2 separate regions of the Sus scrofa genome follow, and region 2 is linked to region 1. Evidence: chromatin contacts called from public HiChIP or PLAC-seq data. All regions are on one chromosome and are shown on one strand. The core of a region is the stretch at or near the end of the contact, and the rest is flanking DNA. Distances in the headings are between cores, read along the strand shown. Region 1 overlaps SH3KBP1 (SH3 domain-containing kinase-binding protein 1). Region 2 overlaps SH3KBP1 (SH3 domain-containing kinase-binding protein 1).

Region 1 (5,300 bases), core at 1,217-3,716:
AATCAACTCTGGAGAGATTTGCAAAGGTTAAAGCTGAAAACTGAAACTGATCGGTCCCCAAACTCATGTTTCCATGGTCCTGGCCTTTTCTCAAAGCTATGAATAGTTTCCTTCAAATGTAGAGTCGCTTTTGACCTTATGCAGGTGCCTAGGGAGGGCGAGCTCATCCCACACTGTGAGCTGCGACAACCCATCCACCCCTGCTGCAAGTGAGGCACGTCCCCAACGCAAAAAGCGCTGGACCCAACCGGGCAAACGTCTTCAGCTCAGTCTCTCTCAAATTCAGGACCCAATGAAACGGTTCGGTTTCAGATTTTTAACAGAAATAGACGGTGATCTTTCTTCATGGCTAAGCCTGTATCAAACGATACGGCCCATGTAAAGGAAAAGGTCATCTCATCTTTGAGAAAAAGGAAGAAAAAGAACTTGTGTTAATTCTATCAGATTCACACAGGGTCCAAGGCTGAATCACAAGGTGGACTCATATACTATAAGACAGACCCCACGTTAGTGAATCAAAGTAGCCTGTCATTAAACTCTGAAAGCAACTTCCCTCCATGACAACAGCAATTGCCAAAAACATCCACGAGACTTTCAGGGGCAAAGCTCGATGGAAACAAAGGGAAGGAGGAAACCTCGGTCATTTACAACAACTCAAAAAACTTGAAAAATTAGTCGGACGGAAGTGTTGACAAGTAATGAGCCTCGTCCCACCGATTTAGCCTCTGATCCTTGTTTTAAAACGGAAAAAAAAAAGTGGTTTTTCATTGATTTGGGGTGGGGAAAAAAATGTAGCTTTTGAGCTCAACACAATGAACTATTTATCTGGCCTGACAAGGCCAATCAATCCAGCCTGCTGTTTATTATAAGGAGGAGTAGGGGTACTGTTAGCCTTGCCAGGTGGGGGCAGGGCCAAAGACGGCACTGACCCTGGGACACAATGTCCCCCTTCAGCTGGAAATTTATGTTTGGCCCAGGTGACCCGGGGGTCAGTGTAAAGCCTGGGACAGAATGAAGATGGTGTGTTACGTGTTCCATATTTACAGGACACTCCCATGGGCTAAAGTCTCAGAGCCACTGGCTGATTGATTTTATAAAATAGCTGGGAGTAAAAAGTTGCTCAGCATCAGGCTGTAGGCCTACCTAGCGTGGAGGCTTAAAAGGGGACCGTGAAGTCAGTAAGCCAGGTCTTTTAATGCCATTTCCTGGCTAATGCAAAATTCTGTAGGGGACCTCAAAGGTCAGACTTTTCATTGTAAAGAGACAATTATGTGAAATGTTCGATTCCTGCATGGATTTCAAGCTCTCAGGTAATTTTATCAAACTCATCTGGATAATTACCTTAATTCCTTAACTTAATTCCTCATCTTGTTAAATGGATGAACCACCTGAATTCTTTTATTTGCTTTACAAAAACAGGGCTGGCCAGAGAGGCCTTGCCCCTGGTCCACAAGCATGCAATTCCTGGGCCCCCTGACCCAAGCAGTGTGAGGAGAGACGGGAGGGGCTCCGATCTGCAAGGGAGGTTTGGGGATGCAGACACACGCACTGAACGCTTGTGCTCCATGTGCAGTGAGGGCGGGCCTCAGGAGCACTGGAGCTTATCTGCAGGAACGCAGGAGGCGCTCTGGGGGATGACTACAGTTTTAGAGCAAAGGATGTCTAATTCTTAAAATGGGAAATTCCCTCCATTGGCAGGATGGAATTAAAAAAAAAAAAAAACAAGAAAAGAAAAGAAAATCCTATAGCTGCTAACCAGCATGGGCCTCCAGCCAATATTTCAACTGAATAATTTAAAAAAGGAAATGTAACCCGGGGCAGCTGGAGGGGGCAGAGGAAGAAGCAGGAAGGAAGAGAGACACGAAGCTGAGGTCTCAAGGACTGTGATCAATGGGCAGTTTATTGGACAAATTCTTATGGCGTCGAAATTTGATGAAAGATGAGCTGTTCTTCCCTGTGGTTATGTAAACTTGCCTTCTTTTTTTCTTTTTAATGGAACTCTTTGCTAATACACTTCCGGCTCCTGCTTTTGAACGGCTCTGTGTTTCTTTTTAAGGAAGTAATAAGGCGGCCCTGCAAAGCCTGCAGCTGAAAGCTAACCTACCAGGGGCTGGCTCAGGGGGCACCCAGACTGGTCCACGGAGAGGGCGGGCTCTGGAGAAACCAGGCAACCCAGTGGGAGCATTTGAGTATAAAACGGAGTCTAGTCGCCTCTGCCGTCTCGGACCGCCTCTCTCCTGTCATTTCGAACGACAATGTCACAAAGCGTGGATAGGGGAGAACACAAAACTCCAACAAGCTGATAGCTGAGAACGTCTGCCTTGAGGTCTCAAAAGGGGGACACCAGGCGGTGGCAGGCTCCCTGGTTAGGAAGATGGATGCAGGAGACGTGCCTCTACATGCACGGCCTCCGAAACCGAGAGAGACACGGCCTGTGTGTGGGAACCCAGGGGCCAGAGAGAGAAAAGACCCAGCTGAAGTCTGCCCTTAAGTTGAAAAGAGAGCGTGGCCAGACGTGCCCGGCTCAGCCCGCCAGAGCGCTCTCTGAAGTCACCTTTCATCCATAAAAATAGATATGAAAGTGAAAGCTAGAGTCCTACAAAAATCGTCGTTGACAAACTTAGTTTCCTCTCCCACTGTCAAAAAAAAATTTTTTTCATTAGTTCCCTTTATTACAGTTACTGTATCGTTATGTGCTGTGCGTGAGTGGGTGCGCGCCCCAAATGTATAGAACGCCAGAAGGGCCAACGCCATTCAATTTTCCGGCAATTCAAAATGGGATGCGGTTCACCTCGAAGTTTCCAGGTGGGGGTGGGAGAGGGGGAGGGGGCGGGGGCTCTCTCTTCTGGGCCATACCTCTCTTGTTGGTTCTGAGGATCGTTTCGGAAGACAGCAAAGCATTTCCACTGGACGCCTCGTGCATGGGCTTTTCGGGAGCTTTGCTGGACAGAGGGTCTTTCTTCATCTCTTTCTTTATTTCCTGGGAGGACAGAGAAAAGGAAAACAAGACTGTAGTGCAACATTTTAGAATGTCTGACTATTTTAAGCTTCAGCTTTTTGGAAATGAACTTTAGCGACCTCGACGGAGCACAGCATTTTAAAAACAGCATTTCCTATCTTTGTCGAAATTCTTTCCCTTACTGTTATCGGAGAAGCACCCCGTCTTAGAAAATGGAATGGTGTCCAATGAGGTGATGCAACCTTCTGTGACGATGGCCATTCCAAGTGATTGTAAAGGCCACCACAGAGCTCTAAATGACAGCCTGCACTGCTTTTTGAACAATAAGTTCGGCCAACCAGAGTTGCCCCTGAAAAGCCTTCCCGTTTCTAGTCTTCGTGTGCGTGAGTGGGTGCGCACCCAAAACGAACATAAAGACAGAAGGGCAAACGCCATTCAATTTTCCAGCGATTCAAAATGGGATGCCGTTCTCTTCTTCCCAACAGAGGGTTAGCGAAGTATATTCCCCAATCACCGCTGTGCTTACAAGCATGCTAAACCCCCAAGAGGATGACTGAAGTCTGCTGACGGTCCCCGAGTTTCTCTGGCTTTTCAAATCTTGACAGAGAAAAACATACACATAAAGATAACAAACTAAAACAAAGACTATCATTCTAGGCCAGGGGTTCGCCAACTACGCATACCACGTGCTTTTGTAAAAAAAAGTTTCATCATCACACAGGGCCCTGCATTCGTTTACGTATTTTCTACGGTTGCTTTGATGCTGCTGTGGCAGAGCTGAGGAGCTGGAACAGAGATCCAAGCCAAAAACACCTGGCCCGTTACGGAAAAAGTTGACACTGGGTGGTCTCTTATCAAAGCTCTCTTAAGATCTGGATTTTTAAAACCTGACGCCTGATACCATTGTTTCCAATTCCTTTAATAATTAGCATAATTCTTTTCAAAAGTATTAATGGCTGGAAACGAGAGTAACCCACAAACTGCAGATCTGGGCAGGGAGGGTTCTGGGCTTGTCTGAGCCCATGATCACACAGATCTGGGAAAAAAACGAACACGAAGGGGCTCGAGCCAAAGCATGGCTGGGTGGCAGGAAGGGCTGAAAGACGAAAGGGGTGTTTTCTAGAAAGAGCCCGAGGCCAGAATTGGGCACGGGTCCTTCTATGAATGAACATGAGGATGGAAAATTCAGTGGGGCCGGGGGGTGGGGGGTGCAATTTGGCCTGGGCCGAGGGCAGAGGTGGAAAGAACAGAACAAAAAGCTTGTCAAAACACAGCCACTGCCTGGCGGCTTCCTACACACCCCGAGTGTTAGTTACTGTATCCAATTCCCGGATTGCTGGCTCTGTTCACAACAGCCTCGCCCTCTCTCCCTCACCAGGGCCCCACCGGAAACCAGCAACCGTGACTGGTGCTCTGCTGGGTTGAGAGTTTCAGCCGGCGCCCCAGACCAGCACAGCACAAAGCTGGGTGCATGTGTGTGTCTGTACACGCACTCCCACCTCAGCAGCCCTGGCACCTGCTAGAACAGCAGTTGATGGGGGTTTCTGCAGCCTCACAGGCAGATGGCATCAGGGGACAATCTGCAAACATTGCCAGCCTGAGCCGCATGGAGGGATGCTTTCTTAGTGATGGCTGCCAGCCTGCTATGGCTCTAGAGGTAAAGGAAACAAGCCACCTTGGGGGCTCATTCCCCAATGGTTGCTTCTTCAGGGGTAGAAGAGTTGATTAAGTGTCACTCTCCACTCCAGTGTGGGTGTGACCGTGCAAACACAAAGTGCCCACCTGGACACAACGCAGTGACGCAACATCCAGTTTTGCCAAGGAGTAATTCAGAGAAATTCGGTGGGTTGTGGGTGACACAGTAAGGACTTGCTTAGCACTAACCACGAGTGTCATGCAACTGGGGAAAGGTGAGGGGGTACAAACGTTTCAGAGACTGGGGTGGTCACTGGGGAAAGCCTCAGAAACCATGCTTGTCAAGAATGCTCAACACCCGGGGTTCAAAGCAGCACCCCGTGAGCTTTGAAGGACTGATCTGATGAAGCAGGTGCATAAGGGCTGAGAAACCAGCAACAAGAGACAGGCTGGTTCGTAAGTTTCAGATTTCATTGCCACCCCCCCCGGCCCCACGACTGTTCTCATGTGCCAGGTAGATAAGCCTAGGGATGATCTACTTTTTTAACTTGCTTCTTAGATGGAAGCAGAGAGGAAACAAAACTTAAAATATGTCCTGTATTTTCCCAAAGAAACCAGACACATAGGCATGGCGGTGCATCCTGCATATTCTCTACCTGCCAAACACCCAGGTACAGCAGGCTCAATGCAGCCTCGCCCTAAGCCA
Region 2 (5,300 bases), core at 1,168-3,667, 120 kb after region 1:
GGGATGAAAGAGTTTTCCAGAGACAGCCGCCCGGGTTGCATGACACTGTAAACTTAATGCCACTAAGCTGTGCACTTAAAAAAATGGTTAAAATAGGGAGTTCCCTGATAGCCTAGTGGTTAGGGTTCGGCGCTTTCACTGCTCTGTCCCGGGTTTGATCCCTCATCTGGGAACTGAGATCCCACGTCAAGTCACTGCACGCCGAGGCCAAAACCACCAAAAAGAGGTTAAAACGGCAAATTTTGTTAGTCTATTTTACCTTAATTTTAAAAATGAAGAATGTAATAAATAAAAAACAATGAACTGCACGCTTTAGATGGGTGAATTATATGATATGTGTGTTACAGCTCAATAAAGTCGTTCAGAAAAAACTTATCAGGGAAACAGGCTGTAGAAAGCGCCTTACGGGGGCCTAATATTTATTGACCATCAAGACAGGTGGCTGGTTTGCTCCTATCGAAAGGCAGCTGGGTTCTGCGGCAGCAGGAACATGTCACTTCGTCCTTTGATGGTGCGGGTCGTGGCCGCCAAGGGCCTGACCAGCTCTTCAGTCCCAGGGACCGATGTGTGGGTGGCAGAAGGAGGCATCATCTGTCACCCGGCATATGAGCACATCCCACTGGGAAGGCACGACGTCAGGGGAGTCGCACGCGGGAGAAGTTTAACAACTGCCTGAGCCAGGTAGTGACAGCAGAGGGACAAGAGCTGGGTTAAGACACTCTACTCAAAGGACAAAATGCTGAAGAAGTGCCCAGGAGTCCTGCTCTCCGGCCACTTCTTGGTTCATTCAGAAAACAAAGGCGATGGCTACGAAGGAAAACCTTCTGTTCCAGAGCGACTGAGGACGAAGGAAGGAAACGGCGCTTCGACCATCTGTGTAACGCAGGCTTCCCCACACTCGGGGCTGGAGAACAGGGCTGGGGGGGCCGCCTGTGCACTGCAGGGTGCGGAGCCGCAGCTCTGGCCTCTGCCCAGCAGGTGTCAGTAGGCTGCCCTTCCCCCACCAGCTGCCACCTCCAGACACTGCCACATGTCTCCCTGGGGGGCAGAACTGCCCCTGATGGAGAACCACTGCCAGAGAGAATGTGCTATCTTGAACCTGTGGCTCTTTGCTGAAGCCATGTGACACATGTGGCATTACCCTTCTCAGCCACTGCAGTGCAGGCCACCGTGAACTGTCAGCAAACAGACCTTGTCAGCACACTCTGCCTGGGGGATATTACAGAACTGCACACACACCCATGGCAGCCAACAGCCTCAGAGATTCTCAAGGAGTAACTGTACTTGGGTGAAAGGGTTATTCATTCATTAACATATGGCACTTACCAGATGCCAGGCAATGAGCCAGGGCAATGTAGTTGGGGACGCCCAGTCAAGAGATGACCAGACCCAACACGAGCTGAAGTGTTGTACAGCAACCTTTGGAGCAGGCCCCAAAAGATGAATAAGAGGTGTGGCTGTATGAATTAGGGCCCCCCCCAAGCTGACCACATCCTCATCCCCACGACCTGTGAATGTGCTACCTTCCATGGCAAAAGGCACTTGGCAGATGTGACTAAGGATCCCAAGATGGGGAGGGTATCCCGACTTATTCAGGTGGGCCCAGTCCTTATAACATGAAGGCAGGAGGGTCAGAGTAAGAGAGAGGGAAACGTGAGGACAAACCCCACGGTTAGACTGATGTGGCCACAAGCCAAGGAACGCAGGCTGCCTTTAGAAGCTGGAAAAGCCAAGGAAATGGATTCTGCTCTGGAGCCTCCAGAAGGAAACACATCCCTTCCAACACTTTGCTATCAGCCTAGGAAAAGCCTTTTCCGATCTCTGACCCCAGAAGTGGAAGATTACAAAGTTATGTTGTTTTAAGCCACTGAGTTGGCAGTCATTTGTTATAGCAGCAGGAGGAAGCTAATACAGGGAGACTATCCGGCAGAGGAGAGTGAAATCCATCCCCCGTCAAGAGAACGACATGCGAAAGGCTCTGAGGCCTGGGCGAGCATGGAACAGACACAGGCAGGGGCGACTGCCCAGCTTCAGGAAGCCTCTGCCTAGGCCTTCAGGAAGGAAGGCATCGGCGGGAGGGTCAGGACATGGGGTCAAGTCCACAAACATGTGGGGCTTGACTGCCCTTTGGAAGGGGCTGAGAGAGGGCAGGGAGAAAGAGACAAGGGTGAGGCAGTGAGCAGAACACCTATGCAAGTGACAGGAAAGGGGGGCATCTCCGCAAAGAAATGCGAAATAAACGAGCCAGGACAGGCGTCAGGGAGGAGGAACGCTGGGCTCTGCAGGTTAGGAATCATAATGAACGCAACCAATCTGAACTTTAGGCTTACGATGAGCCAGGCACAAGGCTCCAATGACCTAACAAGGCAGCTCCTGCCCGCCCTAACCGTGGAAGAGGAAGAAGGGTCACTGCCCGAATGATCAGTCGCAGAGCGATCAGGAGGAGGAAGGGGGCCATGAGCAAGGAAAGTGGGCGGGCCCTAGAAGGGGGAAAACAACAGAAAAGGGATTCTCCCCTAGGCCTCCAGAAGGAAGGCAGTCCTGCCAACACCCTGGTCTCAGCCCAGTGAGACCTGGGTTAGACTGCTGACCTCTGGAACTTGAAGACAATAAACCAGTGACGTTTGAGGCACCAAGTGCGTGGTCCTTTGTTACAGCAGCAACTGGAAACCAATACAGGCACCAGGTATAGAAATCACACACATCAAAACCCTAATAATGCTAACAATCTACTTTTAATATCCCTTCGAAAGAGAATGTGGCGGGGGGAAGGATTATGGTGAAGAAAGACTTGTGCAATCCTCCGGTAAAAGCCCAAGTGACTAACACCAAGGTGGGCCAGCTATTGTCACTAATCCCCAGGTGCTGGAGATCGGACTTGGACTGGATTCATGGATGAATCAACACTGAACTGTTCTAGTAACTTCAGGAGGGGGTGGTCTTGAACTAGGAGCACATTTTTCCCCTTCTCTGAGGTCTTGCATCACTTAGAAGAGCATCTTATTTTACGACCAGAGTGCCCATGGACCCCCGCACTCTGGAACCCAGTTCCCTCTTCTTCAAGGCAGAGAGGTTCTACACTTGACCATGCATCAGAAGTCCCGGGGGGCAGGGGGCGGGGCTCATTGATACACAGATTGCTGGGCTCCACCCCCTGAGTTCCTGACTCAGTAGGTAAAATTGGGGCCCCAGAATCGGTATCTTTCCAGGACCCCCAGAGGCTGAGGCTGCTGGCCCAGGGACCACACTCTGAGAACCACAGTATTAGTGATCTTCCTTCTCTCACAGCCAAAGGATTCCAGTACTTTCCTGCCCTGCATCTTTCCCATTAAGAGCAATGCTATTTCTTGGTTCTCGGCAGCTTGCTCTGTTCTTCTGGATCTCTTCCTGAGAATGGCATGCCAGTTGCCCCTTCTGCGAATGCTGAACCACAGTCCCTAGACTGGAGCTGGCCAATATCAAGGAAGTCGGCCCTGAATATACCTAGACAGCCATTCTCTCCCTACCACCATTGCCTACTCCCTGCCCCACTCATCGTGTAGTTAACTCAAGACAGAGAAAAGTAGCCCCCGGCATCTGTCGGGAGCTGGCCGGGCCCTCTCCTGCTGAACATAAGCGATTCCCCAGAACCCCAACCTCACACAAGGTCACTGTGTGACCAGGATGGAACAAGACAAAAACAAAGCCACTCCGTCATCATGTCAGAACACGGACAAAGCAGGAATTTGTCCCAACCACCAAAGTCACCCAGTGTCCCTGGGTCCTGGCTCCCCTGAGCAACTGCTGCTTCTTCACCAAACCAAGGCTTTGTCTGGTCTTCCAGCTTCTCAATGACATTACTAAGCCACCAGGTCAGGGCTCACCGGTGCTTCCTGATGGCACCAAACCAGAGCAAGGCTCGGCTTCCTTCAACGCTGCACAAAGCACCTGACCCAGGCCCCAGTCCTACATGTGGTCCTTCCCTGACCACCCCCTAAAATGATGCGTTTTTGGCTGGCTGTTCCCCTACAGGTGTCCCCTGGGGGGGGGGGTGACGGCTCCTACTCCTACTTAACTTTCAGATTTCCAGTCAAACACAATCTACTCCAAGACACTCTCCTTACCCCTCTGCAGCCTAAGTCAGACACCCCTCTCTCATCTCCTTGAACACCACTCACCATGGCTTTTAATGACATATTGGCACACGTACTGCACTCAAATCTGCCTCTTCCACTAGACCAAGAAGCCCAAGCCGGCAGGTCTGTGTGTGCTGTGTGCCTGTTCCTAGCTCAACACCAGGCACAAAGCAGGTCATTAAGTACTGGACAGATGGATAAATGGATGAGTACTGACCACGGTGTGCAACCGACTTTAAAACAATTACGAATATGAGAGGTGATGAGAGAACGTCAGTAACACAAGAAGAAATGAAGGGGCCAGAGAAGGAACAACCAAGGTCTGTTGCAAGCAGGAGGGTAGCCAGGCTTTGCGATAGATGGAAAGGGGGAAGGGAAAAAGGTCCTGATCAATAACGGTGGAGCCTTTTCTTCCATTTCTAACTCGAGCCTGTCTGTGGAAGCCAACATGTTATGTTCATTTTTGCTTTCGTTGATTCAGCATAAAGCGGTCTACCACCACCAATACAACACCCTGCTCAAGACAGTTCGAACTTTGTTGTTACTCTGGAATTCGTTAAACAGAAATCCTTTGCTGGGCTTGCAGATCCTCCACGACTCACAGATTTCAGTTGTAATAATATTTGTGCAGTTGTAATTACAAGAGCCTTTCCCTGCATCTGGCACTGAGGGCATCTCCCCGAAAGCTCAGAGGGCACATTGGGAATGGGCTTTTGTAAGAGGCCATTTCACAACTAACTGACTTCATTTCAGGGCTGGGGATTTGATGCTTTGCAGTTGTTTTTGAGATCAGAGACTACGTAACAGGTTTATTGTGTTATCCATCAACGGAAAACTGACTATCGGGCCCGATAAGAATGCAAGTGTATCAAACGGAGAAACTGGCCAAATCTCCTGAAAACCAAAGAGATACGGAGGAGTGGGGAAGGGCGGTGTGCCTGCATGTACACCTGCTTCAGAAACAGCACTCTTAGGTGGCTCCATCAAAAGACACACAGAACAAATTGTTAAACACCTGTACTTCATCACAAATACATGGTCGAAGACGCTTTAGAAAACAGCACATGATCTTTAGCCCCAAACAACCAAGAGCATCTCAAATCCCACTCTAAACACCGGACTAAATCAATAAATGAAAATCACTTGCGGTGCCCCCTCCCTTTTGTAATGGTTACGGTATTAAAA

Evidence for each region. HiChIP or PLAC-seq counts read pairs in DNA pulled down with a chosen protein or histone mark.
Region 2: an H3K27ac HiChIP or PLAC-seq map of alveolar macrophages shows a contact between it and region 1. The contact joins two enhancer-like sites. A contact is called at or near these places in 1 of 5 promoter capture datasets (liver), 10 of 47 Hi-C or Micro-C datasets (alveolar macrophages, blood, embryonic fibroblasts and 6 more) and 2 of 2 datasets of contacts at active chromatin or transcription factors (alveolar macrophages and skeletal muscle).

The regions. Positions count from the first base shown.
Region 1 is chrX:16,094,820-16,100,119 of Sscrofa11.1, forward strand. It overlaps SH3KBP1 (SH3 domain-containing kinase-binding protein 1), which reads right to left. Exons shown (of 18, transcript XM_013985983.2): 3 at 2,857-2,980. Among named protein-coding and RNA genes, the nearest start is that of SH3KBP1, 130 kb to the right of the region's middle. Within about 2 kb of position 2,467, at least 13 of the 83 cell types and tissues checked have an H3K27ac peak or open chromatin away from gene starts, as enhancers often do. A contact at or near this core is called in alveolar macrophages, where this site is marked.
Region 2 is chrX:16,216,329-16,221,628 of Sscrofa11.1, forward strand. All of the region lies in intron 1 of SH3KBP1 (SH3 domain-containing kinase-binding protein 1), which reads right to left. Among named protein-coding and RNA genes, the nearest start is that of SH3KBP1, 10 kb to the right of the region's middle. Within about 2 kb of position 2,418, at least 1 of the 83 cell types and tissues checked has an H3K27ac peak or open chromatin away from gene starts, as enhancers often do. A contact at or near this core is called in alveolar macrophages, where this site is marked.